Regions from separate parts of the Mus musculus genome. Here regions 1, 2 and 3 are each linked to region 4. A link is a contact called in public Hi-C, HiChIP or PLAC-seq and promoter capture Hi-C data. All regions are on one chromosome and are shown on one strand. The core of a region is the stretch at or near the end of the contact, and the rest is flanking DNA. Distances in the headings are between cores, read along the strand shown.

Region 1 (6,847 bases), core at 2,828-5,327, 800 kb before region 4:
ATCCATTCATTTCACAGCTCTGAGCTTTTGCACTTTTTTGGACCACAGCCAGCATGCAAGAGTGTTGATCTTTTCATTAGCACCGAGGCTCCCTTTATTTTATGTTGTGTTATTGTTTCCAAATCCTCTGCCTTCGACCTTAATATATTCTATGACAAGTCCACTGTGCCTCAGCCTTCCTGACCCTCTCCTTCCTATTTCAAATCACAGGCCTTCATCTTCCACAGGTCATGTTGTGGTACATTTGTATTTACACTGGTAGAAATGGAAATAAATCAAAATGACATGTGACCCTGTCTTATTTGCAAAGAAGAAAACCTAATTAGGTAAACGGGGATGGAAATGCTGATTAATTGTTTGTTTAATCAAGGGCCGAACACAAAGCTCATTGTGGTTTTGAATCCTGGAAACAAAAGTATCTTTGCACTGTATTAGCTTCTGTTGTCCTTACAGAGAGAACATGTGGTCAGCTGTGATAACTCAGCTTCTAACAGTGCCTCAAAATTCATTAATATGAATAGCAAGTCCATTGGATTGATGATTGAATTTTCATGCATTTTCAACATGTGTTACGGAAAAACTTATTCTTAAGAGAAATTAGTTTTTAATGACTTGCAGCTTAGCAAGGGCTGGTGGTTTGCACCTGAAATCCCAGCTACATGGGGCTTGAAGAAGAGGATCACAAATTTAAAGCCTGCCTGAAAAACTTACAGAACAACGTCCTGTCTCAAATGCAGCAACCAACAAAGGGGTTTGGGTATAGGTCCGTGGTAAAGTGTGTATCAGTATGCGTGTGCAAGGACCCAGGCTCAAACTGCAGTACCTGATTTATATTTTCTGCTTCATAAAGGGAAGAAAGGGTTATCTCGACCTGAGAGCATTTGGGAGAATCTGTAGTTAGGGAGGATTTTATTATAAATTCTCTTCATATTCAGCTCATAGGAACATGGCTGCTTTCAACAATGATCTAAAGGATTGATTTTTTTTCTTGTCTCCCCCCCCCCCTTTTCTTGAGAAAAGTTATTTAGTTGTCTTAACATGGCAAAGAAAGCTTATCTGCAAATTCCTTTACTCATGGATCCCCCTTGAGAGCTTATATAGATGTGTATGCTTCCTTAAAACCACAAGCGAGCACCAACGGAGACAAACACCTATTACCTGAATTGGTGGTCCACTCCTGTGATCCCAACACTTGAGAGGCTGAGGCAGGAGAATAGAGAGTTTAAGGCTAGCCTGGGCTACATAGCAAGACCCCCTCCCCATCTCTAAAAATAAAACAAAAGCTGTCATTGCTGACTTGTCTGAGTGTGGAAGAACACAGGCTTGCCTCTGCCAGTTTGCCGCCGGGAGGTAAAGGACTCCGCCACTTTAAGCTCAGCTTCTTGATATCTTAGTTGGAGTGTGGAGGTTTCTGCTTCTGCCAGCTTCAGAACAATGTGACTATGACTCCAGATGCTTATGGTGTGTGAATGCTGGGAATAAACCATTCTTGTTTGCCTGAGACTGAGGGGGCTCCTCTGGGCTTGGGAATTTTGGTGTTAATGCTGGGAAAATTGAAGGCAAATCGGAAGCGGTTGGTTTGGAGTAGGCATGTAGTTTGGGGTGAGAGATACTCTGAGATGTACAACATGTCTTACTCGAATTGGGGTCAGATGTTGAAGTAAGGATAGAACGAGACAGCAGACCATCGCATCCGTTTGCACAACTACAGTCTGCTATTGTTACTATTTGGGCTTCTTCAGTTTTCTTTTCATTGATAGCAATTCCACGTGGACTGATGTGTTCAGTAAACTGGTTCTTGGTAGAATCCAGAATGGACAAGTCTGTTAGCACAAACAGCTGCCATGGCTCACTGACCTCAGTTTACCTCCATGAGAAACAGGCATCAAAGCATAAAGCCCTTTCACCCAGATATGGCCATATTTGATTTGTCTATATACCACATAGATTTCAAAGTCACTTGCAACTAATAGCTAATCTAAACGACAGTACTACCTAGGCTACATCACTAAAATGGAGGAGGAAACAGAGACTAAGAGTTATCTTTGAAGGAGACTGTTACCATAGCTTCTGTTGTACCTCAAAGGGGAGGTGGGGGTTATTTGCTATTTACAAGGGGGCAAACAGGATCCCTTTATATTTATAAAGTCCCCTTGGTATCTGGGAGGACAATAGCAGCTATGGAGGCTGACCGTCTGGGATGCAAATTCCTCTGACTTTCCCGTACTCTAATGACCTTATCTATGAAAGGGGAAAGTAATTTAGTCCCCGTGGAGAGATTTGCTGAGGTGATTGAAAAGGGAAATCAAAGACTGAACAAACCAATCACAGCTGGGTGTTTGGAAGTCACATTATGTAAGTGTATACATCTCTGTTCAGGACTCAGGCCTGCCCGTTCTGCGAGTAGAAAGTGTGCCTTGGTTAGCCCTGGACCCAATGCAATATAGCTAAGTCCTAAGTCACTTGTCTTCCTAGGCTAGTCATGATAGACTTTTAAGAAAATATGCATTTATTTATCTGTGTGTGTGTTTGTATGGGTGTGAGTGTCAGAGCGAGAGGGAGTGAATATGAATATAGGGACCAGGTTTCAGGCCTGCTCACAAGTGCCTCTAGCCCCTGAGCCACCTGGCTGGGTTCTGTTTATTTATTTCTATTAGATCCTGTGTCCTGCATCCATCCATATATCTGTCATTTGTTTACGTATCTCTCCAGCTTTGGTCTTAGTATAGTTTGTCTCTTCTGAAACTTACCCTGACCTCTGCTGGTCCGGCAGGCTGAGAGGCAGACCTAAGGGCAGACTTACACAGCTGGAGCATTTTGAGTGGCTTGCTTCCTTTCTCTTGGGGATGGAGTCTGTTATCACTAGAATGGGTCGTTACAAATATAAGCTCCCCTACCCATGCCCTTCTTGCTGTAACTTCACTTTATTATGTCTTTAATTCCTTTCTGATTTCCACCATGGGTCAAATATAATGAAGCTCGTTTTGTAAATAACTCAGCCTCAGGTAGTCTACTACAGCACGAGGAAACAGATCAAGATGTCCTCTGCCTGAACTTCCTGTCTGACTACCTATCATCTATTTATCCATTCTGGGTTGCCTTGTGATGCACACCACACCCCTTGGCAGAGAGAGGAAGATATGGCACTCTGATGGATGCTCGAGCCCCCTTTACAGTTGCTGGCTCTTGCATTAGCACCTGGGTGGTAAGGAAGGCAGCATCCTGCTCGGCTTCTGGGAAAATAGTGGGTTTTGGAACATTTTAATGATGGGGAAGGTCAAGAACTTGAATGCAGTTTCCTCTCTGCAGATCTTCCCTCCCCAGCCTCACTCCTTTTATCATATGAGATTTCTTTGCATATCTGAAGAAAGTTATCAACATCTTTCTTGTCTTTTTTTTTTTTTTTCTGGACAAATACTTTCAGCTCCATTCCAATAAAATTCAAATTTTCTTCTCTAAACACAATAGTCCTTAGCACAGTGACAAGAGCAGAGTGACCTGTCTTACTTCTTTGTGTGTGTACATGTTGATGTGCACACACACATCTGGATAGATGCACATGTTCCTCTGCACACACACATCTGGGTTGATGCATATACGTGTGTAGAAATGTGCATGCAGGATCTGAGGCCATCACTGAGTTCTTCCTTTATGGGTCTCTATCTTACTCCTGGGCATCGGGCTTTCTCACTGAATCTGGAGCTCCCTGAATGGCTAGACTGGCTTCCATCAAGCCCCTGCGACCCTCTTATCTCTGTCTCCTCTGAGCTGGGATTACAGACAAATGCTATCACTCCCAGCCCTTTCCATGGGAACTGGAAATTGAACTCGGCTCCTGGAGCTTCCATGGCAAGCACTTCACTAACTGAGCCATCTCCCCAGCTCAGCCATGTGACTCTCTACAAGATGCTTATGATAAGATCTTCTTCCTGTCCTGATCGTAAGCTGATAGCTTCGTGCTCAGAGCTAGAGAGCATTGGTCTTTTTAATGGTTTCAGCTGTGTGTGGACACCACAGGGCTTATTGTCAGTGAAGTCCTTGGTGCTGTTTCCTAGCAGCTGAAAATGCATACATCTCTCCTCTCTCCTGCTCACTCTGCCCTTCCAGCCTGCAGCAGTTCCCTCTAGAGGTTCATTCTGTCACCAGCAGATTACCCATTCTGCCTGGCTTTGTGTCATCTGCCTGACAATGTCACTGAGCAGAGGAGGGATCCCAATGAATGAGACAGTCACTCTGAAGTGTGCCCGACCTTGCTCACCTCTTTCAGCCTGCCCATCCCCCAGATTCTCTTTGCGCTGTGCTCATGTGTCTTCTAGGATCTGTCTTTGGGCTCAGCTGTTTGGCTCATGAAGACCACTGTAGGTGTGTGTATGTGTATGTGTGTGTGTGTGGGGGGGGGGGCTTGCTTCTGTCTCAACATGCTGACTGTTTCTTTCCTGTTGGGATTGTGGAATCCTGGGTTTCTATTTAATTCTGGAACTACTCTCAGTAGCTCCCCAGGGCTTCATCTGACCCCACACCTTACACAACTTCTTTTTACATCCTCCTTCATGATGTCTTGCCTCTGAGCACTGCTACGCTAACCTTCAGTTCAGGTCTGCTGTTAGGAGGTTCCATGAAAATAACACAGGGGGAAGGGAGGCTTCTTATAGCAAACACCGCTATCTCAGCCCTCATGGTTCACTTAGGAAGATAATACACGGCGCAGAGGCGGCGGAGGGCGGGGCCCCCGTCATTGATACATTGGTATCAAAGGCAAGGTGGATTAGAGGTCTTCTCTATCACAGACCTGTAAGGAAATCCTAGTTGAGAAAGAAGGTGGTGGGGACTCATCCCCTTAACCCCTATAGTCTTGTCACCACCTCTTCAAAGCCACTTTCTTGGAGTGCCCCTAGAACTTGAAATCTCTTTCCTCTCACAGCTGATCTTCCTGTCACAGTTGGCTCCCAGTGTCATCTTCTTCCCACAGGATCTGCTGCTGGCTCTCAAAGGGTATTTCCACGGGGGAGGGAAGGGTATCTAATGTGATTGCTGCTGGCCAGCTTCCCATCCATTGTCCAACTGTTCTTCATTGGTCTGGGCAGCTAGCCCCATGCATGCACAACATGAGGCGGCTTATCAGCACCATTTCCCACACAGGACTGGCGAGTCCAGCGGTGTGCTGTCACCTGCTGTAGGAGAACAAAGGCCTTCTCCCCCCATCTTCTTCCCCAGAGTGCTGGGAATCAGGCCAGCTTCATTCTGTGTTTTCAAACATGCTAGTTTCTGTGGCAGCTTTTATAATGATTATCTCCCGAGAGTCTTGGCCTCAAAACACTTTATTTATTGAGGGTGGAAAAAAATTCACCCTTTTTAACCATTAAAACCAAGAAGGTATAGTTTTACTGGAATGTTTTCCCTTGTGGGAAAATCTCTCCTTTGCCGCTTGAGGGGAGCCATTGGCCATAGTGTGCACTGACTGGATGGGACCAGCCTATGGCAGAGAGCCAGGGCTCATAGGTCAGATACACAGGTATTTTCTAGAACGTGTTTTGTGCTATCTTTCTAAGTCCATAAATTCAGCCCCTGGGCATACATTGCTTTGTGAGACTTGTACTCTTCCACGTGAGTAAGTCCAGTTATTCCCTGGGAGAGCGAAGGTGACATTCTCAGGGAGGAAGAGAAGAGCAGAAATGTCTCTGGAGTGGGTGGCACTGTGACTGTGTGGCACACACAGTAAGTATAAAATAGTAACGTGTTGCTGGCAGCAGGGAGAGTATTTATAGCAGAGACCTAAGGATGACTGGGGAGGAAAAACCCTCTGAATAGTGACTGGCGGAGAGGCTCCAAGCTGATGTTTTGTCTAAAAGATATTCTTATTTCTGCCTGAGACCTGGAAGCTACAGGATCACCAAGACAGAATATTTGTGCTGGTCATAGATCATGAGCAAGTCACACTTCCTATAGCTCCGCCTCACACAAGATGGGAAGAACATGGCCGAGAGAGAAGTGCTTGGTAGCCTAGTGGATGCGTGTTTCACTGCTACGGCAGAATCCTCAGGAGGAAGGGGCACACACACATACACACACACACACACACACACACACACACACACACACACACACACACGGGTGGGAGGCTGAGAACCTGAGAACACCACCACTGTCTGTATGTTGGTGACATACACGTGGTATGGGCACATGGCCTGGGGAAGGTACAGTGGACCTGAGAAGGACTCAGTCAGAAATCGTAGACTCTGGTCGAGGGAAATGGAATGGGGTTAGAATTTGGTGTGTCACCTGAAGCATCTGCAATTGTTTAGAGATCAAAGGTCCTTATTAGCAAGGGAATCAACTTGCCAATGAGGTATCTCAAGTACTTTAAATCTTTTAACTTTATAACTGTGACTAGTGAACTCCATAGGCTGGGCTCAGTGCCTCGAGATACATCTTTTGGTTGGTGAGAATTCTCAAGCTTTTTATATTACTCTTCTCATTACTGTGACTGAATAGCAGGCATGATGGATATGGCTTGAGGGAGGAAGGGTTTGTGAGCTCATGGCTAAAGAGGACACAGTTCATCATGGTGAGGAAGGCATGGAGGCTGGGGCACTGTGTAGCCACAGGACTGTGTTTAAGACTTCAAGGCTTGTCACATCCCGACAAACCAGAAAGTGGAGAGCTTGGTTCAGAAGTGAGCCCACTGCCTATAACCTTTCAAAACCTACTCCCATACCCAATGAGCCCATTCCTCCAACTAAGGACACTTCCTAAGCACCCCCCGCACCCCCCCCCCCAGCCTCTTTAAGCTTCATTGCTAGAGTTCAAACACAGGAGCCGACAGGCCAGTACATATGTAAACCATACC
Region 2 (7,088 bases), core at 542-3,041, 990 kb before region 4:
TTGTTTAATGTAGCCCAGTTGGGCCTTGAAACATGATCTTTCAAATACAGATGTGTACCACCTGATGCTTTAACATTGTCTAAACATGGATAAACCCCAGATAAAATCACACATAACACCACTCCCTCAACATATCCACTCTGTTAAATGACATAAGCGTTGCAGATCCCAAGAGGAATCCAGGGTCTAAGGCCCCGCTGTACCAAGTCTTTCCTCACAGATATGGGCAACTCCATCATCCACATCTGGTTTTTGCTCCCAAATCTTGGACTCACTTTTATCTTCGAATCCCACAGGTAGCCTGCTGGAAAATCCTGTGTTGCCCAGTGGTGATGCCACCCAGAGTGTGGTCTCACTCACTCAGTTTCTGTAACAGCCATCTGGCTGCACACTTGCACTCACTTCCACCCCTGCAGACTTACCCTAGAAACACCCAAACCAGTCCCATGCAGCCTCTCGGTGGGACAGGCCCCCCGCCCCCCACATTCTGCCTTGCTCTTCAGCGTGGGTCCTATCCACGCCCATGTGACCTCCACTGTCCATCTGTTCTCCTCGGCCACCCTCAGTCTCTTGCTGTTCCCTGAAGTCACACTTCTGCCTCCATTTATCCTGGGGCCTCACCAGGCGAGGGAAGAGCTCTACCACTTTCCAGCCCTGACTCTTTGTGTTAACTGCAATGTAAGGATGTGGAAGATGGCTCAGTTGGTAAAATATTTGCCATGCAAATCCAGAACCCAGCACACATGAAACAGTCCTCAGAAGCAGTGATGTGTCCATTAGGCGTTCAGCCTAGCCAAACTGATGAACTCTAGGTTCAGTAAGAGATGGAAAATGATGACAGAGGAAGACACTTGATGCTGACCTCAGGTGTCCATGCAAACACGCACATGCATGCAATGCACAGCCCCTCCCGACACACACAATGTGTGCATATCCACATATCCACAGATGGACACTACACAAAGGGTGAAATAAAGTGATGCCTTCTTCCCATTTCCCTCCAACTGCTTTATTCATCTCCATGGCAATTTCCACCCTCAGCATCCTAATAATTTATTCATCGATTATGTTTATTGCTTGCCTCTTCTTTAGCTACAAGCTCCTCCAGGACAAGTGTGTTCTTACTAACACCCTACTAAAATGCGTTGGGTCTGTGTTGGGTCTCCGTATGCATGTGCTTACATGTGCACATGCATCTGTATATGTGCACACACACACCTTTACACACACACATCTGTACACACAAACATCTGTACACAACAAAAAGCTGTGACCTAGAGGGTCAGGAGGTACTACTGAAGGCTCCAGCCAAAGAATGAACAATATGTTTCAGCCACAGGATTAAGTCCAAGGTCAGAGGAAAGACTCTGTGTGTGTGTGTGTGTGTGTGTGTGTGTGTGTGTGTGTGTGTGTGTGTGTAAGACAATGGAAGAAAGGAAGTTTAAGAAATAATAAGCTGCCGGAGTATGTGAAGGGCCTTTTGTTTTATGCTGAGGAGTTTGGTCTACAGGGAACACAGATGAGGAAGGGGACAAGGAACAGAGGAGAGGGTGCGCTCGCGAGTGTTTATGAGTGGAGCTGGGGCCAGAGAGTGGTGAATGGATATATTGTAGTGGTTTTATAATGACTCAGGAGAGGGGAGATCCTGAGACAAGATTGTGGGAGCAGACACCTTGCTTGAAGAGACTGACAAATGGTAGATCTGGTTTTGGAAACAGTAATCCTAAGAAGCTCAATGCAGGGGGAGCTGAGACTCTGCAACTGAAAGGAAGTGGGGAGGCAGACTGGTGAGTCAGCCCTCACAGGACAATGATTTTAAAGCCTCACGAGGAAGAGGAAGAGGAGTGATTAGAAAACCACAGGTGGCGCTCCCAGTAACAAAGAGAAAGGCAGCAGAGATCTTTTGAACTCTGGGACATCATCTGAGGGTTCGGAAAAGAACATGGAGAAATGGACAGGACCGAGAAGCAGCCATGACGAAGCTGGTGTGACAGACAGGTGACCCCATGTAAGAGGATCAGAGGAGAAGGCAGGAGACACTGGCCTGGCAATTGGCATCTTCACCTTCCAGCTAACCCTGCAGACCACAGGACCCTGGGCGCTTCATCCCTCCTTTCCTATGCACTAGCATGCAGCCATTTTCCTCAGTATAAAACCCAAACCATGGCCATGCAAAGCCTACAGTTCAGAATCTTCCCGCTGAGTGTTTGCTCCTCCTCTTGGAGTGTGGTCATTTCTACTGGCAAGACAAAAACACTCTAGCTACAGAAGAAACAAAGGACTGTGTTTTGGGTATTATTCTCTGAATAGTTGGCTATCTTTCCAAGTTGGAAGTTGTAGAACTCAGCATTAAAAGAGTTTGGAATCTCTATTGACTAAGCTACAGCCTTGGGAACGGGAAGGGACACAAACCAAATTGTTGCGGACTACAAAAACCATGTTTTCCACAATAAAGAAAGGAAGGAACCACACACAAATACCAGCTTATAATTTCTCTGTGAAATAACAGACATGTTCCACCCTGTCTAGGCAAAAAGATAGCCATAGGTTATCCCTCAAATATAGCCTAGTCTTGGAAGCAAGAAGATAGAATGTTCTATAAATACTTTCTGTTTATGCATGTTAACACTTTTAGTCTATGCATCTAGTCAGTCCGTCACCAGGAAGCCTGGCATTGCTTGTGATTCATTTTACTGGCCAAGTATGCAGATCATCTAGGTAAGTTGGCATATTAATTTCTCATTTTGCAGGGATACTATCCTGGGATCTTCAGTGTGATTGGGTGATTGAGGCAATTTGGGGGTGGGGCTCCAAAAAAGCATCCTGCATTTTCAGGTTGTAATACGGTTTCTACTATTAATGCAGTACATTAATTATTAAAGGTTTATTAACTGTTCAAGTGCCTGTTTAGTTCTTTGTTTGCTTATTATGAATGTGGGTACGCTTGTGCTATGCGGGGGTCAGGGGACAACGTAGGGGAGTCAGTTCTCTTTTTCTACCACCTTTGAGTCCTGAGGATCAAACTCTGGACTTTGGACACGAAGGGCCCTCACCTGCTGATTCATCTGAAGCCCGTAACAGGAGTTTTCCCTTTCCCTTTCGATGCTAAGTAGCAGTTAACATTACTAGACAATATGATCTTCATCAGTTTCAATTTTACCTACTCTAGAAGGCCTGTGAGTTTTCTGATCATTTTTGAGAACTGGAGAATTATTTTAGAAAGGTAAGGGGCTGCAACCCACTAGCACAAAGCCCAAATCATCTTTCCTCTCTTCCTTCCTTCTTCCTCTATTTTAATGCCTCTTAATGTACTGAGACCCAGACACAGCCTCAGGCTTTCTCATTATCTCCCGGTTATTTTCCCTCACGCCCCCATTACATCACTGGGCACCCCCATTCCCATTAACTACCTTTTTTTTAAAATAAACGTTTCCCTGTTTCCAGTAATGATGATGGCTAGGGTCATGTGTTTTCCTGCACGAGCTCTCTCTGAAAGGCTGGGGTGACTTTTACAAATATGTCAGCTAATGTTTGTCCCCACTGTCCTCCTTTCTATGACATTTCAGCATTATAAGGGAAAATGTATGACTTATTTTATGTCTACATTTCTTCTTAGACCCCTAACATGTTCTAAATCTCTGCAGAGTTAGTATTGTTGATCCTTCCAATGTCAGAAGAGCAGATCAGAGACAAAATTTCTTATTGAAAAAAATTAACATTCTGTCTATCTATCTACCCATCCATCTATCTATTCATCCATCCATCCATGCATGTGGGGAGAGCCACACACTCTGCATGTATGTGAGGGTCAGCAGTCTCCTGGAAGCTAGTGCTCTCTTCCAGTTTGTGCCCCAGAGATGGAACTCAGGCTATCACGATTGATGGCAAGCACCTCTACCCACTGACCCACCTCATGGACCCCTCGTGTCTTTTGCTAAACACCTTGCACACCTTTTGCATCTCAGGTGCTTCGTAGCTGTTCTCTCATGCAAGCCTCTGAATGTGACTTCGCTTACTGAAGCTAAAGCTAAGAGAGATTTGGGAGCTCACTACAGGTCTTACAGTCAGAAGGTGGAAGACCTGGCTAGATAACAAACCCAGAGAAGATGCCACAGTGTACACTGTGTTTGTCACACTCTGATGCATCGTGTAAATACCTGCCACAAGGCAGGGATGTTTGCCTTGGTCCAGTAGGCAAGGCTCCTCAATGTGAATATCTTCTCACTGATAAAAGTGATCTCTACAGTTCTTTCATTGCTATAATGCTCTCTCCCCAAAATGTTCAATGGTTCAATCACATGCAGATATATTGTGCAGGCTGCCCTGAGCTCTGGGTGCACCCTGAGGCCCTCACAGTCATAGCTGTGGCTCTTAACATCGTCTGTCACCTTCTGCACATGTCTCCACACTCTTGCCAAGTCTTGCAGGCTACATCTGTGCCACTGGTCACTCTATAGTTCTTCTGTTACCAAACACTCAACGGACCCAATAAAGGGGGATTGAGAAGGCAGAACACTGCCTCACATTGTGCTCAGCTCTGAGTCTGCTTCGTGTCCTCACCACCTCCCCCCTCTCTGCTTTCTCTCTCTGAGCAACACAGAAATAAATATTGGATATTTACTGGAGGGTGGTCAGAGGCAGCCAGGAAGTGAGCAAGCCAGCCCTGAGTTACCCAGCTTGTGTAGGTGTGTCACTCAGATCCAGATGGCTCTGCACTCTTTGGGTCCCTAGTTTGGATTCGTCTCTTTACAGGCATGTGGGGAGAGCGTTAATTGTGTGTTTTACGATTATGAATGGCACAGCCTGGAGACGCTCCCATTCTGATTTCCATTTGCCGCCATACAGCATCAATCTAACTCCCCATTACACATCATTTTTTTTTTTTCATGCACTGCTCATTCAATAGGGACAAAGAAAGGCAAGGACATCGACAGATCAGGCAAATTCTGGTGGAAATGGTGGGGAGCAGGCATGAAGTTATAGGGGAAATGTTAGCTGATTCAAGTGGGAAATTATTGCTCAAAACAAAGTGTCATGGCTCTTGCCTGTAAGCCTAGCATTTGGGAAGCTGAGACAGGGGGGTTATGAGTTTGAGGTCACTGCAGGCTACATAGCAAGTCCAAGGCCAATCTGGACTACAGAATGAGACCCTGTTCCAAAAACAAAAACTTATTGTTTGAAGGCTTAGTATATTGCACCATAATAATGACTCCTGGTCGTGACGTCATCTCTAATGAGGCCTCTGTAGATCAATGTTGGAGCATGGCTTCATGCTCTGCTTGTTCAAGACCCTATAAAGTTCCCATCAGCAGCAGTGGGTCATATGTACTCAATGTTAAATGGACAAAAGTATGCAGGAGAGGCCAGTCCTGTTTGGTAACGGACCTGAGTTCAAGTCCCAGAGTCTGCATTTAAAAAAAAAAAAAAAAAGCATGCCCTTGTATTCCCAGGGCCAGAAAGACAGAGACGTGGAAGGACCCTGAGGCTCACTGACCAGGCTACCTTAGCCTACCTAAAGATTCAAGAACACTAAGATACATCTTATCCAAAAGAAAGTGAATGGATCCTGAGAAATGGTGAGAGGATGTCTTCTGGCCCACACATGTGCATGTATCAGTGCCCACACCTACCCTCCCTCCCCAAGTATGCAAGAACCATGCACTGGCAAATACATATGAAAACAGGCACAAGAAGGAACATGCAGATGTGCTCAGAGTTAAAGCCAGAGGCTATAGTATACCTGCCAATGCTTCTGACTGTGGACAACAAATTTTTGCTCCTCTTATATCATGAACACCTGGAATACCACTTTCAATAAAAATCCAAAAAATGCTGCCTAGGAGAGAAATGACACTTCCCTCCAGTGAGATCCTATGCCCGATGGCTCTGACATAGAGCCAGCTTCCATGACTGTGGGGAGATTACACATGCAGTTCAAACTGAGACCACCAGCTCATCTGTTTTTTTGTTGGACTATTTGGTAGTAATAAGGCCATTGGTAACTCAGGTCCCATAACCCTGTGACCCATCATCAACCGTAGCTTGAATCCTTAAGCAGGAATTTCTATTTTCAAGGTAAGGATTTCTTCAGAGAGTGGGGTACCCAGTTTTTACCAATACCCTTAAGAATCAGAAAGAAGACATATAGCCACTGGCGTCTAGAATAAGCATCATGGAATTTGATAATCACTGAACATCAGTTCTGCTCATTTTCTGTAAAAGATGACCTATATCGGTAGGTCTAGAACAATGTTTCTGGTAGTGGACCTGGCTCCCTTTAAGAGCAGGCTTGTAAAAGATATGCTCAGCCTAGGGATGGAGTAAGGGGTGGCCAAGGAGAGAATTGGCGAATTCAGTTGCTGGAAAGAGTGGCATCACCAGCTGTGTTCTCATTGATTCTGTCCAAACAAGCAGTGGAGTTACCTGGCCTTCCTGTGGAATACTGATGCTGCAGCCCACAGCTCCCACAGACACTACTGCACCAGTTCTTAACTGGTGTTCTTAAAGAGAGCTATTCTGGGGAAGACAAAACCAGAAGTGGACAACATTCTCAATGTGCTTTCTTCTAAATGAATGCTGGAGTAACACTCAAATCGCTCCCTTCCCCAGCAAGCTGGATTTTAGGAACCCCTTTCTCCAGGTTCCCACGACTCTAAGATGTTGCCCAGGGTAGAGAGGTTTCTAGAACATTCTACAGTTGGTTCCTCCCCTCGTTGTTCATGCTGCAGGCCTCTCTTTACAGAGATATCCAGAATCTCCTTTTGTTCCTTTTTATTATACCTCTAGAGAGTATTACACAGCACAGGACCAGACATGAGCAAGGTAGAGATGGATGGATCCAGGAGGAGAACCTTAGGGATATCACAGGCAATATAGGCCCGAGTTGTCTACAAGCCTGGCAAGGTAGGGAAGCCAGTCCCTCTTTTTCCTTCAGTACAAACAGAATAGTGTCTAGGATATAGGCTGAATAGGCCCTTCTATAAGGCCCCAGACGTCACCTCCAATTGAGATGCTAGGAAAGTTCTCAAGAGACACAAAGCAGGGGTTTCTAGAACAAGTTTTACTAACATATCTGATAATAGTAAGAA
Region 3 (6,649 bases), core at 2,892-5,391, 730 kb before region 4:
AATGATGCAATGTCTTTATGTCTTGGAGGCAGAATTAAGACAGGTCCAGACACATCAAAATGTACTGTCCCTGGGGATGTAGGTAATTGTGAACCAGAAGAGATATTAAAGACAGCAGTGTGGTGAGTATTCTTAAAAACTTCAATTAGCACATGAAATAGTTGTGAAGCTTTAAAAGTCAATGTCCACCTTTTCTAGAGAGGTTACTGTGGACCTGTGTTTTCTTTACTTCATAAACATTTAACAAAGCACAGCTGTAATGGAGTCTGGCCAATTATTCCATCCTCCTCCCACTCCACCCCTCTCCTCTTTCCTACCCTCTCTTTTCTGTTTACTCTCTTTTCTCCTCCCCCTTCCTGGTTTCACTTTCCTCCTGCACCTCCCCTCTCAGGTTCCCTACCTTTACTTCCTGTTGTCTCCCCTCTCCATACCAGTTCTTTCCTATCTCCCCTTCCCTTCTTCTGTCTTCCCCAACTCCTCTCTCCTCCTCTCCCGACACCCCTCCTTCTTCATCTTGCCCCCATTCTACAGTTGTCTCCTTGCATTCATAACAGCCAGGCTTGGCTGGATTTCCTTGCCTTCCCCCAGTTCTTGCTGAAAATTTCACAGTAGGAAGAGAGGAACCCCAAGAAACTGAAAACAGGAGGCTGCTGCCCTTGCCTCATTCACTGGATGCAATCAATACTCAGGAGACTGAGGAGAACAGAGGAGGTTGGAAGGTGAAGAATGGAATTGAAGAGAGACATTTACAAGCAACACAATGGCAACAAAGAATAGCATTATTTCTATTTGCCCTCCTAAGAGTCGAAATCCAATCAGCATCTTTCCCTTCTTTCTTTCCATCTTGCCTCTACAAGCATCATTTGCTGTGCTCCTGTATCCCATGCCCCAGCCATCACCTGCTAGGGGGACAGTCAAAAATACAACCAACAGCCTAATGACTTTCCTAGCTTGGTTTATAGCAGTGGCTCTCAACCTGTGGGTCTCAACCCCTTTGGGGGGTTGAATGACCCTTCACAGGGGTTACATACTAGATATCATGCATATCAGATGTTTATATTATGATTCATAAGAGGAGCAAAATTAGTTATGGAGTAGCAATGAAAATAATTTTATGGTTGGGGTCCCCACAACATGAAGGGTGGCAACTTTCATGTTGACTACTTTAAAGGGTGGCAACATTAGGAAGATCGAGAACCACTGGTTTATAGTATCCAAAAGGAAGCATGAACAGTGAGCCCAAGTATCTAGCCACAGGCCAGAGCTGTGTTTAAAACCTGGGTGGCTCACAATACACTGTTATTAGAGGAAGCCAGCTGTCACCCTGTCTGTTTCTAGGTATGTCAAGTGTGACCACCCACCCAGGAGACAGAGCAAGCTCAGGTGTCCTCCTGGAAATAGCCTTAATTTCAGCATGCCTGACCATTTTGCCCATTCTATTTGGCCCCTTCCAGTGAACCTCATGCATATTTATGTGCCAATTATGCAAATCCCAAGATGAAAATGCATTAAGCACCTATGATTTAGACTGGTTAAGTCTATTACATGGCACAATGAAATTACTGCATGATGTCCAGTTTATCTCAACACTTGCTTTAAATTGTCAGTTAGTTATTAAGTAACCATAACACACCAAAATTTTGCTGAAGGAAGTGTCCTTTGTCTGCCCAACCATGATACTAGGAAATCAGACATTTCGAGCTAAATCCTCATCAACATGAAAAAACATTCCAGAGTAGACTTAATAGGGCATAGTGTGATCAAAGTTTAAGAAAGGCAAGAGATCACCAGTATTGTCAGACTCTGGCAAATTAAAATCGCTGGCTCATTTCAACAACACACAACTCAGCAATTCAGAGACTGAAGATGAGGCTCAGGAGTGGGATTTTGTTCTTGATCCTTATGCAGTCAGGTCTCATTCCCTGAGCTGGCAGGACTTATTGTAGGTTACCAAATTCAAATGTACGCTGAAATTTCAAATAGGGAGATATCAATTTCCAGAGTCAGAAATAAAAGAGATTAAAAAGGAAATCACAGAAGCAATTCAAGCACAGGGGCAAATCCCTTGTAACCTGGCAACGGAAGGGTCAGAACCAGAGTCCATTTGGTGTGTAGTAATATCAGGTTTGAACTTTGGAAGGACCTGAGCCTCTAATCTCAATGTGTACTAGATGACGTGATGGTCAAAGAACCAACCATGATGAGAACTCAGCCAGTAAACATAGTACATGCGCAATCTGACCCACAGATGTCCATTTCTCCTGGATACTTTAGCATGCCATTTTAATGGGCCCATTGCTTGATTTGTGGAGTGTCTGGGTATATCTCATTTCCATAGGGAACTCCCCTTGAAGTCCGTGCGAGTTGGACTTGTATGGGGTTATATGCTCAGATTGCTAGACATAGTCAGCCTCAGCAAGAACCGCTAGGAGAGTACAGTTTGTCTGCAGCAGTGATTTCAGGAGCTGGCCAAATGAACAGATTCCACAGCCATTCCACCAAGCATTCGGATCTCAGCTTGTCAATAAAGAGAGAGAAGCCAACTGCATTTGCCATTTTCTCTGCAGCTGTGAAAACTGTATGCTCTCTGCCTGCTACCTCCAGAGAAGAACATTTGGAAGACACTGCCTGCAAGCAACCTGACATCACCTGGGGAGGAGAGAACAACAGGCCACCACACAGGTCTCCAAGGAGATCTCTCAGCTAGCCAGCCAAGGGGCTGGAATCAGAAGCTTTGTAGCAACTGTCACTGGGGCTGTCCTTCTAATGAAGGGTGATTATCAAAGGACGGGTGAACCCAGCAGAATGTCCACCCCCACATGCTGTGGTGCTTTCATGCATGTCCCAACATTCCAATGTTGTCTCAAAGTGTCACAGTCATGCCCCTTAACTAGAAGGGGCAGACAACAATAACAACAACAAACAAAAACAAAACAACAAGAAAACAACCAAGACCACTTCCTTGACAAAAGGCTCTATTTGTTTTTTAACCCTAGCTGAACATCAAAGAAACGAGTTAAATAAAAGCCTGATCCTATTGATTTCACCACTGTTATATGTTTAAAGAGCTATTTGCCTCCTAAATTTTAAAATTAATCAATTAAGAAAAATAATATTGCTAGCGTTATTTAAAACTTTCAGCCTCTGTTCAAAGTTATGCATGAATTCAGTAGCCCTTTCTTCATCTGAGCTTTCCTTGGGAAAGTCCATGTACAAGGCAGTCCTTTTCAAGTAAAAAGCAAACTCCAACCAAGGAGAAAAATGTCCACGAGGTTGGGATCAGTCTCCTGGAGCTTTTTTCTATAGGCTTCCGGAACAAGTTCAAGGTGTGTTTGATTAGCGCTGCCCTGAAATCTCTTGTTCAGGTCGGCGAGTTTTCTGAGAACAAAACGCTCTCCAGAATGCATTAACCTACTTTCAATAGAGAGGCTTCCCCATCCTCCGCTCTGAACCGGAGGAGGAGCCCAGAGGATGTTCCAGTGAAAGCTGGGCATGCTCTTTGCCTTAAAAGCGGGACTCATCCTGCGAAACATCAGCGCAGCCAGAGAAATCCGTACTTCCTGCAAGCACACCAACAGCTGGAGGGCAGCTCCGGTCCCAAAGCAAGAATGATTGGAAATCCTGCTAAAATATGGCTGTCTAATCAACCGAGAGGCAAACTCATTTACTAAGATTCCCATTGTCCACGCTGACAGATGGCCCCCCGCCCCCTTCCCCTTTTCACTGATTGTAGTAGCTCTGCCTTGGAGGCAAAGCTATTCTTTGAGAGGTCCAGTTGCATTCGCCAGCCTAGTTCCGAAACGAGACAAAAGCTAGTATAATCTTCCTTTTCAGTGAGCCTTCCCTAAACCACCAAGGAGCGCGCAAAGAAACCAGGGTTTAGTCCCCCTTACCTTGGTTCTCATCGGAGATAGGAGCCCTTCCATTTTGGCGGAATCCTCATGCCAGTTTCTCTTCTCTGCAAGTTACTCTGTCTGTGTTGCAGTCCTTAAGCATCCCACATGAAAAGAGCCATGCCTGGAGCCTCCAGTGGCTCCCCTCTCGCGGGTGGCGCCTCTGCACCGCGAGCAGTCTAACTTGAATTCTTGGTGCCTGAGGTGCCCGAGAAAGGATGTACGGGGAGAAGTCTGCTCCACTCCTCGCCCTCTTCCCCCTCTTTCTTCTCTCCGGTGCTCTCTCCTCCCTCTCTCTCCTCCCTCTCTCTTTCCATAATCTGCCTACAGCTCTCAGTGTACCGTGCTCACTTGACAAATGATCTCTGTCTTAGGTATTGTATTTGAGCCAAGAAAAGTGGTCTGAACAAACTACAGGGCAGCTCACCCAAAACAGAAGAGGCAAACAGAACTGCTGCTGCCTGGCGCTCCCAGCCTCTCGGCTTCACTAGGCAGCGTGCTCTCTCAGGAGTGAGAGAGTAGATCCATCCATCTATTCGTCTTTCATTAGAAAGGGGGATCCTGAATGGAATCAGTTGACACCATTATTCAGATGGTTTTCTGGTCCATATGCAGAAAGCAGAAAAAAAAATCGTGTCACTTACATATTTCAAAATAACCATTTGTTAAACCCAGTGTAGACACAACATCTGGACAGGGAACTGGAATTTTTGATGTTTGATCAGATGTTTGGACACACCTTCTCCAGAAAACTTTCAAAATCAAATGTATGGATTCTATTCCAGAGAGGCTGAGCATTAAACAGTGTGTGTGTGTGTGTGTGTGTTATTTGGGAGCTATGTATGTGTGGGTATGTGCTATAAGGAGTTGTGTGTGTGTATGTGTATGTGCATAATGTGGGTAGTATGTATGTATAGTATGTTTGATTTGTAATGGGGGTTCCTTGCGTATGTGTGTTATGAGGACTTGTGTGTAAGTGTAGCGTGTGTGGATGGTGTGTGTAGTGTAGTGTGTATATAGTATGTATGGCATAATGGAGATTATGTGTACATGCCTGTCTGTGTATATATGTATAAATGGGTGTCTATGGCATAATGGGGGATTTTGTGTGCATGTGGTGTTTGTGTGTATGTTTGTGCATATGTATGTGTGTGTGTATTATACTGCCAAAACTAGGTATCTCATTTAGTATTGCCAGCAACTTGGAAAAAGCAGACAATGGAAGAAACATACCAAAGAGGAGTGTAATGGAATGAACTGGAATGGAATGAACCTGAACAGATGTACTTCCTTCAGCTTGAAGGGTTATCTGTGTGGTAAGAATTCAAAACCTGCCCCTCCATGAATGAGTGTGTCACCATACCTAAGAACACCCATGTCTTTGCAAGAGCTTGAGGGCATATTCATACATACATTTGATGCACACAGCAGACGTGAGCTGACCTATGGCATTTACACCTACCGCCATCTGTCTCTTGTCCCTGGAATGGGACCTGTCCCTCTTTTTACCTGCTTCTCTTATACCCGACTCCCAACACAGCTCCAAGATGAAGCTGCAGGTGGACCTTCTTACTCAGTCTTCCTTCACTACACCCTCAACCATGTATTAATCCACTTTTCCTCCACTAGTTCTCAAAACCATGGGCTAAGGAACTCTCTCGACTCCTGACTGACCTCTCCGCCTGCACTGGAGTTCTCTATGCTCAATGCATCTCCATTCAACTTTATGTATCAGGCTGAAATTACATTCTCCCTGAGCCAAGTGCTCATCTCATTGTCCAGACTCTCACCATACCAGCAAATCATCCAGATACACGGAGAATAAGCCCATGTCCTGATATAAAAGATTCCTGTCACCTTGGGGTGGCTTCCAGACCGTATTCCCTTCACAACTATCTTAGTTGGTCTTATTCAGTATCCAAGTATTTGGAGTCTCCTACAATTTTTTTTTCAGTCATTCATCAAATAGCTACAATGCACCTGCTGTCTGCTGGGTCAGACCCCTTCAAGTTCCTAAGGACACAGTGGGAACAGTGTAGCCTAAGGCCTGGTCCACAACCTTGTGGCGGATGCAACACCCCCCCCCCCCCGTCCCCCGTCCCCGTGACCTCACTCTGTGCCCATGACACTGGCACAGTGATTATGTATGCGATGTGCTCGTGTGACCTCCTCTTGACTTCAAGGGCTGCTGCCTGTGAGACATTTCTCCTTCCCGGACATTCACTGTCAGCTCTCTCTCAGGAGACTTAAAGTGGCTTGTCTCCAAAGAATTCTGTTCCCTCATCTCCATCCCTCATTCTACTCCGCTCTCCTCTCCATACCTATCCTCTACGTGTCCACGGGCCTTACTTTGGGGGTGTCATGGGAGAAGCTCGATCTCCATTATTCAAGGAAGAGCCCGGTGCTCACCCCCTACCTCCCTTCCTGTCTGGCAGACCTTCCTGTCTTCCCTGTGGAGATGCTCTCACTCACTCTGTGTGCCACACAGACTTTCACTGTGTTGGCTTCTCTGTGACTACAACAAGCTACATCCATGACTTGCTTCTAGGCCCTAGATGGATGCTCTAGAACATTTTGCTTTGTTTCACACCTGTCCTGATCCCAGAACCCCTCACCACCACTTGCAGACATACACAGTGTTTGCTCCTTGACCTTTTAGCCGGGGCACAACTGCTCCCTGTTACTCTGCCTCTCTCCAAGTGTTCCTAAGTGGGTAGGACACAGCAGAACTGTGTCAGGGCTTACAAAAAAAGTTA
Region 4 (6,405 bases), core at 1,409-3,908:
TTCCTATACCCAGGGTGGGCATCAGAATGAAGACTTGTTTCCTAGAAGTACTTTGACCTAGAAGAAATCACTGTAGAAAACAGTGATTGTTTTCTGTTATCTATAGTTATTATTCTGAAGGAAGTTTCCATCCTTTGCATGCCTGGAGTGTCTTGCATTATTGAATACTGCAAATAGTGCACCCTAAGGGTAAAAGCCGAAGGGCAGGATGATCTCCTTCACAAAACATCTACATTAGATTAGGGGCTTTGGTTGGAGGAACTTTTGTGTAGTAATCCGTAACGTGCTTCCGGTGAGGTTGTTTGACGTTCTGTTCATCAAGGCTGCTCCTCCCTGTTGTATCAGAGCCTGATTACACTCTGGAGTGACCCTCTTTGACTGACCCTTGACTCAAAACTCTGTCCGACAGTGAACTACTACATTCTCAACCTCTATCATGTCTGGCCCATCGCAGCAGCCATCGCTCACCACTGAGCCACCTCTCCGGCCTAGCATTCTTGCTAGCAGAACCACCATTTACACACATAAACATACTCTTACAAAAACAAAGGTACAGCCGGGTGTGGTGGTGCACGCCTTTAATCTCAGCACTCGGGAGGCAGAGGCAGGTGGATTTCTGAGTTCGAGGCCAGCCTGGTCTACAAAGTGAGCTCCAGGACAGCCAGGGCTATACAGAGAAACCCTGTCTCAAAAAACCAAACCAAACCAAACCAAACCAAACCAAACAAACAAACAAAAAAAACAAAGGTACATCAGCTAGCAACACAGACGGATCACAGAAATACAATAGTAAGAGCTAGACAGGGCTGGAGAAATAGCTCAAGTAGTTAAGATGGCTGCTCTTCCAGAAGGCCAAGGTTTAATTCCTAGCACTCATAGGACAGCTACACACAGGTAAACAAGCATACATGTAAAATAAAAAAATAAATAAACCTTTGAAAAATATTGAAGATGTCTTAATCTATCCAGTATATGATCCTGTTTATTTATTTTCATTTGTTTAAGACAAGTTCTCACTATGTAACTCAAGCTGGCCTTGAACTCACAAATCCTCCTGATTCCTCCATGTTGTGATTAGACCACCATATTAAGCCACCTGTTTATATTAAAATTCAAGAATATCCAAAGTTAGCTCATTGTGACAAAAACTCAAAATAGGAAATACTTCTTGGAGAAGAAGCAGGTAAGACTAGACAGGGGTCTGGGACATGGTAGTGTTCAACTTCTTATCTGTGTGGAAGCCACATAATGTTTATATAAGCTCATAAAGTTTATACAGGCTACCCTGCTAGGGTGTATGTCCTGTTCTGCCTAGGTGTTATCTCTCAGTTAAGATATCTACTTAAATACAAATAAGTAACAAAGCCAATTACCTGCATTCCAGCCTTCTTTTCAAGGAAGGAGCCCTTAATCCTTTCATGTGATCTACAAGGAAAAGAATTAGAAATCATAACCATGTTTTGTTTGATTTGGTTTTTTAGAGGATTTCTCTTCCCTGCAACAGCTGGGTTGTCTTTGTAAGCTTCCTACTGTGAGAAACTACCTAAGGCTCACCATTCTGAGCAAATAGATTCCCACAGGCCTTTGGCTCTTCTGCACATGACGAACCTTTCAGAGTAGGGAACAGGAACCACTAAAAAGGGTTAGACCCTGAGCTGATGAAAGCTATTCAAGTCCCACCTGGGTCAGGGGACATACGCAGGAAGATCAAGTGCGAGTATGAGAACCTGGGTGGGCTGATATGACTCCACCTAGGATACGTGAAGCTCTGCCCCACAACCTAAAATAAGTAAATAATAAAGAAGAAAAATGGGGGACACTTGGCCAAGCTTATCGACTGGTTGTACACACACACACACACACACACACACACCCAAGAGTATAGTGTGAGAAACATTTGTGTGTGTGTGGGGGGGGGGGGGTTAAAGGGAGCGAGGGAGGGAGGGAGAGGGAGGAGGAGAGACAGAGAGACAGAGATAGATGTACAGATCGATCTTGGGCTCTTGCCAAATATCTCCGGGATGTAGAACTTCTGAAACACGTGCCTGTGTGAGAGAGGGGCATTTCGCTCTTACCTAATGTCTTTGGGTGTAGACGTTCTGAAACGTGTTTTCCTTACTCGAGATAAACGAGAATTAGGGAAGTTTGGGCATGAGCTAATTAATTAAGCCTTACCAAACATACCCTCCGCTGGGACAGCAACCAGCACTTCTAACAGCTCTGCCTTACCACAGCGTCCAGGTCTGATTGCAACCGGAGCTGGGGTTAGGAGCTGGGGTTACAGAGGTGGTACAGACCAGGAGCTCAATAAAGCCAGAGGTTAAGCGCCAACTGGCATTAGGAGTGCTTCCCAGTGCCTCGCGGAGTCCCAGCCTGTCCTCCCCTCACCAGGTGCCGACCTCTGCCATTGCCTCTTCAGACCATAGCGCCCCTGAAATAGGTAACGAGAGGAGCTCACTCACCCTTGTGACAGTGCGAAAGGAAGTAGGCACGGGCTTTCAGGTTCTCCCTGTCGAAGCGGTCAATGGAGATGGTTGGATACTCCGCCATCTGTCCCTGGAAGGAGCTCATCGCACCCGGGAACACTAGACCCAAAGCCCACCTCGGAAACAGAAGCACACACTGACCCTGGGCGCCACTTCCGGGAACCTGCGCACCGCCTACCCATAGGCCGGCAGAGCTCAGCCACATCCAATCAAAGGACCCTTGAGGTAGGGGCGGAGCCAATGGGCATCCAATCCTGATCCAGCCTCCCAAGTCCCTTGGTTTAAATAACTGCACCAGCTGGGCACGGAGAAACAGCTGTGCGTAGTTTGTGGGTAGCACTGGCTGGTCATGGAAAGTCACGTTCCTGCCAGAAAGCAAGAAAAGACACCGAAGTGTTTGTTGCGCAATGCAGATCTGCCCGCATCTGTGGAGGAACCAAGGCAGGAAACGAAACACAACTGAGAATGGAGGCCAGAGAGCTTCCCTTTTCTTAACCATATTGCCTTGCATTTCCTCAGATCTAGTGAAGATCGAGTTCTTTTCACTTTTTTAAAAATCTTATCCCAATTTGTATTTTATAGGGTAACCACGAGGATTGGATGAGTCATTGCCTCTGACTCTTGGTTAGTAGATTCCATTGGTAGTTGCTCCCTCTTCTGTATTATATAAGCTAACTATATTTTGAAGGCTACAATTCAGACATAGATTCTTAGAGCAGGGGTGGGGGGAGTAAAGATTCCATTGATCTGCTGGCCTCCAGTAATCATTTAAGTTGTACTTTGAGGAAGTCAGAAGGATATATAAAGAGACAGAGGGAGAGGATGGGGGGCAGGGTGGGAAAGTGTGTAGTAATCATACTAAGATCCACCAAAGACTTTGTCAGTGGCATTTATTTTCTCCTTCCTAGCAAGTTCTCCTCAGATACTCAGCACTGTTGATCAACTGGAACCTCCAAACCCTGCTATGCAGAACACTTTGGCAAGCCTTGTGGAGGTAAACAGGAAAACTGAAAAGAAGCAGTGTCTGCAAAAACTGAGCGACTGGTTTTAGTACTGTGGGGAGATTAGAATGTTGCAGATCCAGAAGCGAATTATCGTATCTTGAGCTAGTTCTAGCCCTTGGGAATAGCCATCCCTTGTTTATCTCTGTTGGAATTAACATCTTGTGAGTAACAGATGAAAACCTTTTGGAATCTCCTAGTTTAGCAGACCACTATTTTCACCTAACCCAAAAATTAAGAACGTCATCAGATAGCATCTCGGGCCTATAGAAAAGCTTTCTCATCTTTGCTCTCCGATGTACACTAAATATGACCTGACTTAAGACTTTCTTCTATAAAACTGTGAAACTCTTTCCTTGTTGGAACATGGAATTTAGGATGACCCAAATCTCTGTTCCAGCCCCAAGGTTATTAAAAATGGCCCCAGAATAAACTCTCTTTTTCCCTTTAAGATGAGGTTTCTCGATCCACAGTGGTTACATGGCTAACTCTGATGTGCCATCCGAGTTCAGCACATTTGAAAAGCCACAAAAATGAAGAATATGACAAGAATATTTTCACAGAGGCAGAAGTGATCATGGGATGATGCCAGGAGTAAGCTCTGAGCAGAGGGGTCGGAATGCCAGGGTCAGAGAACATCTGGTTACTCTTGCAGTCATAATACCTGGTTCTATTCACATTCAGATATTCATAAGGAGGAAGCAGGGAAGTAGAGGGAAGTGTTCTGGATATACACACCAACTTATACATTCCACACAGTAGTACCGGTAAAGCCTTGGTTTTGTATAAGATGGTCTTTCCTAGACTACCGGAGGACAATTGCTGTGGATGGGTTGTCTCTACAGGACAATACATTCTGCACTGAGTCTGGTCGTCGACAGAATTTCTCAGAAGTTGGAGCTCCTTGAGAGGCAAGGCAAACTAAAATTCACTCTTACTTACTTGTTCGTTGCTTTTCTCGTTACGACGTACACAGTAGGAAACAGTTGTGAGAATCAAGTTGTCACTGTAAGCAACATGCATGCTTATATTCTTATGACTGAACTTTTTCCGTTCGAGACCCCTTTCCTTTGAGAAGTTTTACACAACACTGGACACATAAGTATATAAAACAGGCATGCAAATAAAAAGTTTGCTGGTAATAAGTCCTAAAGAGATCTATTTGAAAACAAGTCTTTGGTATACATATATTTAAAAACCAAATCAGTCTACTAATGGATGGGCAGGTCTGTTTCTTTTTACAGAAAGAATTAAATCTTGACAATATCTGGTGCTTCAGGATGCAGAATAACTTTAGCATTTTGTTTAGAGTCAATTGATACTAATTTTATAATCATCTGTGCAGAGACTATGGCCTTGCACAAATGAGACAACAAACAAAATGGCAGATGGATATTTACAACCATTTCAGAAATTGTTGAAAATTCTGTTCTATTTCCAAGTAAATTTGATTTTTTTTTTTGAGGTAGGGTTTCTCTATGTAGCCCTGGCTATCCTGGGCCTTGCTCTGCAGACCAGGTTGACCTCAGACTCTGAGATCTGCCTGCCTCTGCCTCCCGAGTACTGGACTCAAAAGCATGCACTACCATGCCCAGCAATTTTTTCTTTTTTATAAAGCTCAAATCAGCATCTAAAAGGATAATTTTGGAAATTGAACATTTCAACACAATACAACCCATCCATATATACTTACACGCTGAAGGATAATGGTAGGAAAATATTAAAAGTCTTTGCTTTCCATAATTAAGTCATTGTTTCTATGTAAGAAAAAAATGCATGTACAGCAAAAATAATTGGAGTTCTTGAATGTGAGGTACTTCAAGCAGTGTTTGTCAGTGTTGTGTGCCATGACAGCTTATGCAATGTGGAGTGTGTTTTGTGTTTAGAATTGAGCCTGGCAGGTGTGGTGGCACAAACCCTTTGTTCCCAGCACTGGGGAGACAGAGGCAGGTAGATCTCTGTGAGTTTGAAGCCAGGCTGGTTCACATATCAAGATCCCGGTCAGCCAGAGCTACATAGGGAGACCCATCACTAAACAACTACAGCAAACACTAGAACAGAGACTTCTGTGTTGTTTGATACAGACATACACTGTGGTATGATCTCCTCAGATTAATTATGTGTTTGCTTTTGAGTTCATTTTTGGCCATTTTGGGTTCAGAAATTGTTTACTCTCTTTACAAACTAAGACAGGGAGACAAGTCATGGAGGGTGAAGGGGAACTGCTAGGGTGTTTGGAGAGAATGAGAGGGAGAGGTGGGTGTGGCTATAATTGAAGGACATTGTTTAGGACTGGAGACACAGCTTGGTAGTTAAGACTTTGTACTGTTCTTGCAGAGAGACCACCTTCAGTTCTCATCACCTGCATCGGGTGGCTCAAAAATCACCTGTCTTTCTAGTCCCAGGGGATCCAACACCCCCGGCCTCCATGAGCATCTGTACACAGGTGCATATACTCACTGAGACATACACATGTATATGCATGTACAGACACAACACACACACACACACACACACACACACACACACACACACACAAAGAGAGAGACAGACAGACAGACAGAGAGACAGAGAGACAGAGACAGAGACAGACTTTTAAAAAAAAGTTACAACGTTTACATGCATGAAATCTGAATATAGGATTCTATGGAGGTTTCAGGTAAGGAACCAAAGAAGCCCACTGCCATACTCTAGGAAATCTGATGGTCAAAACTCATTTATTTGTTCAACAAGTAGTTATCTGCTCTCTACAATGTTACAGCTCCTGGGCAGAACACTAAGGCACAGTGTAAAGCAGTCAAAGAACCCTTGTTCACAGAATGACTACCCCGCATAATGTGTTGCCAGCACTTGGGGAGTTCCAGATGCTGTCTGAAGTGTCCTGTGTTTAGTATTTCTGTCTCACAGCAACCCAAGCA

The links. Promoter capture Hi-C pulls out the DNA fragments that hold promoters and counts their contacts. A called contact is a pair of places that touch in the nucleus more often than the background predicts. HiChIP or PLAC-seq counts read pairs in DNA pulled down with a chosen protein or histone mark.
Region 1: a Hi-C map of the N1E-115 cell line shows a contact between it and region 4, with 2.7 times the contacts expected there. The contact joins the enhancer-like site here to the promoter of Dclre1c in region 4. A contact is called at or near these places in 2 of 39 promoter capture datasets (both in the 3T3-L1 cell line), 1 of 484 Hi-C or Micro-C datasets (the N1E-115 cell line) and 1 of 115 datasets of contacts at active chromatin or transcription factors (pancreatic cancer cells).
Region 2: an H3K4me3 HiChIP or PLAC-seq map of bone marrow-derived macrophages shows a contact between it and region 4, with 5 times the contacts expected there. The contact joins the enhancer-like site here to the promoter of Dclre1c in region 4. A contact is called at or near these places in 2 of 39 promoter capture datasets (embryonic stem cells and hippocampal neurons), 4 of 115 datasets of contacts at active chromatin or transcription factors (bone marrow-derived macrophages, embryonic stem cells, fibro-adipogenic progenitors and 1 more) and 1 of 9 other capture datasets (macrophages).
Region 3: a contact with region 4 is called in a promoter capture Hi-C map of liver, with 2.5 times the contacts expected there. The contact joins the promoter of Frmd4a here to the promoter of Dclre1c in region 4.

What each region holds. Positions count from the first base shown.
Region 1 is chr2:4,226,006-4,232,852 of GRCm38.p6, reverse strand. All of the region lies in intron 1 of Frmd4a (FERM domain containing 4A), which reads right to left. Among named protein-coding and RNA genes, the nearest start is that of Gm39752, 18 kb to the left of the region's middle. Within about 2 kb of position 4,077, at least 28 of the 459 cell types and tissues checked have an H3K27ac peak or open chromatin away from gene starts, as enhancers often do. A contact at or near this core is called in the N1E-115 cell line, where this site is marked.
Region 2 is chr2:4,404,699-4,411,786 of GRCm38.p6, reverse strand. All of the region lies in intron 1 of Frmd4a (FERM domain containing 4A), which reads right to left. Among named protein-coding and RNA genes, the nearest start is that of Gm23691, 27 kb to the right of the region's middle. Within about 2 kb of position 1,791, at least 44 of the 459 cell types and tissues checked have an H3K27ac peak or open chromatin away from gene starts, as enhancers often do. A contact at or near this core is called in bone marrow-derived macrophages and pancreatic cancer cells, where this site is marked.
Region 3 is chr2:4,150,355-4,157,003 of GRCm38.p6, reverse strand. Frmd4a (FERM domain containing 4A) reads right to left here and starts at 4,141. Exons shown (of 23, transcript NM_172475.3): 1 at 3,894-4,141. The coding sequence starts at 3,926.
Region 4 is chr2:3,420,384-3,426,788 of GRCm38.p6, reverse strand. It overlaps Dclre1c (DNA cross-link repair 1C), which reads right to left and starts at 2,658. Exons shown (of 14, transcript NM_146114.3): 1 at 2,463-2,658; 2 at 1,374-1,425. The coding sequence starts at 2,571. It also overlaps a transcript of Meig1 not described here.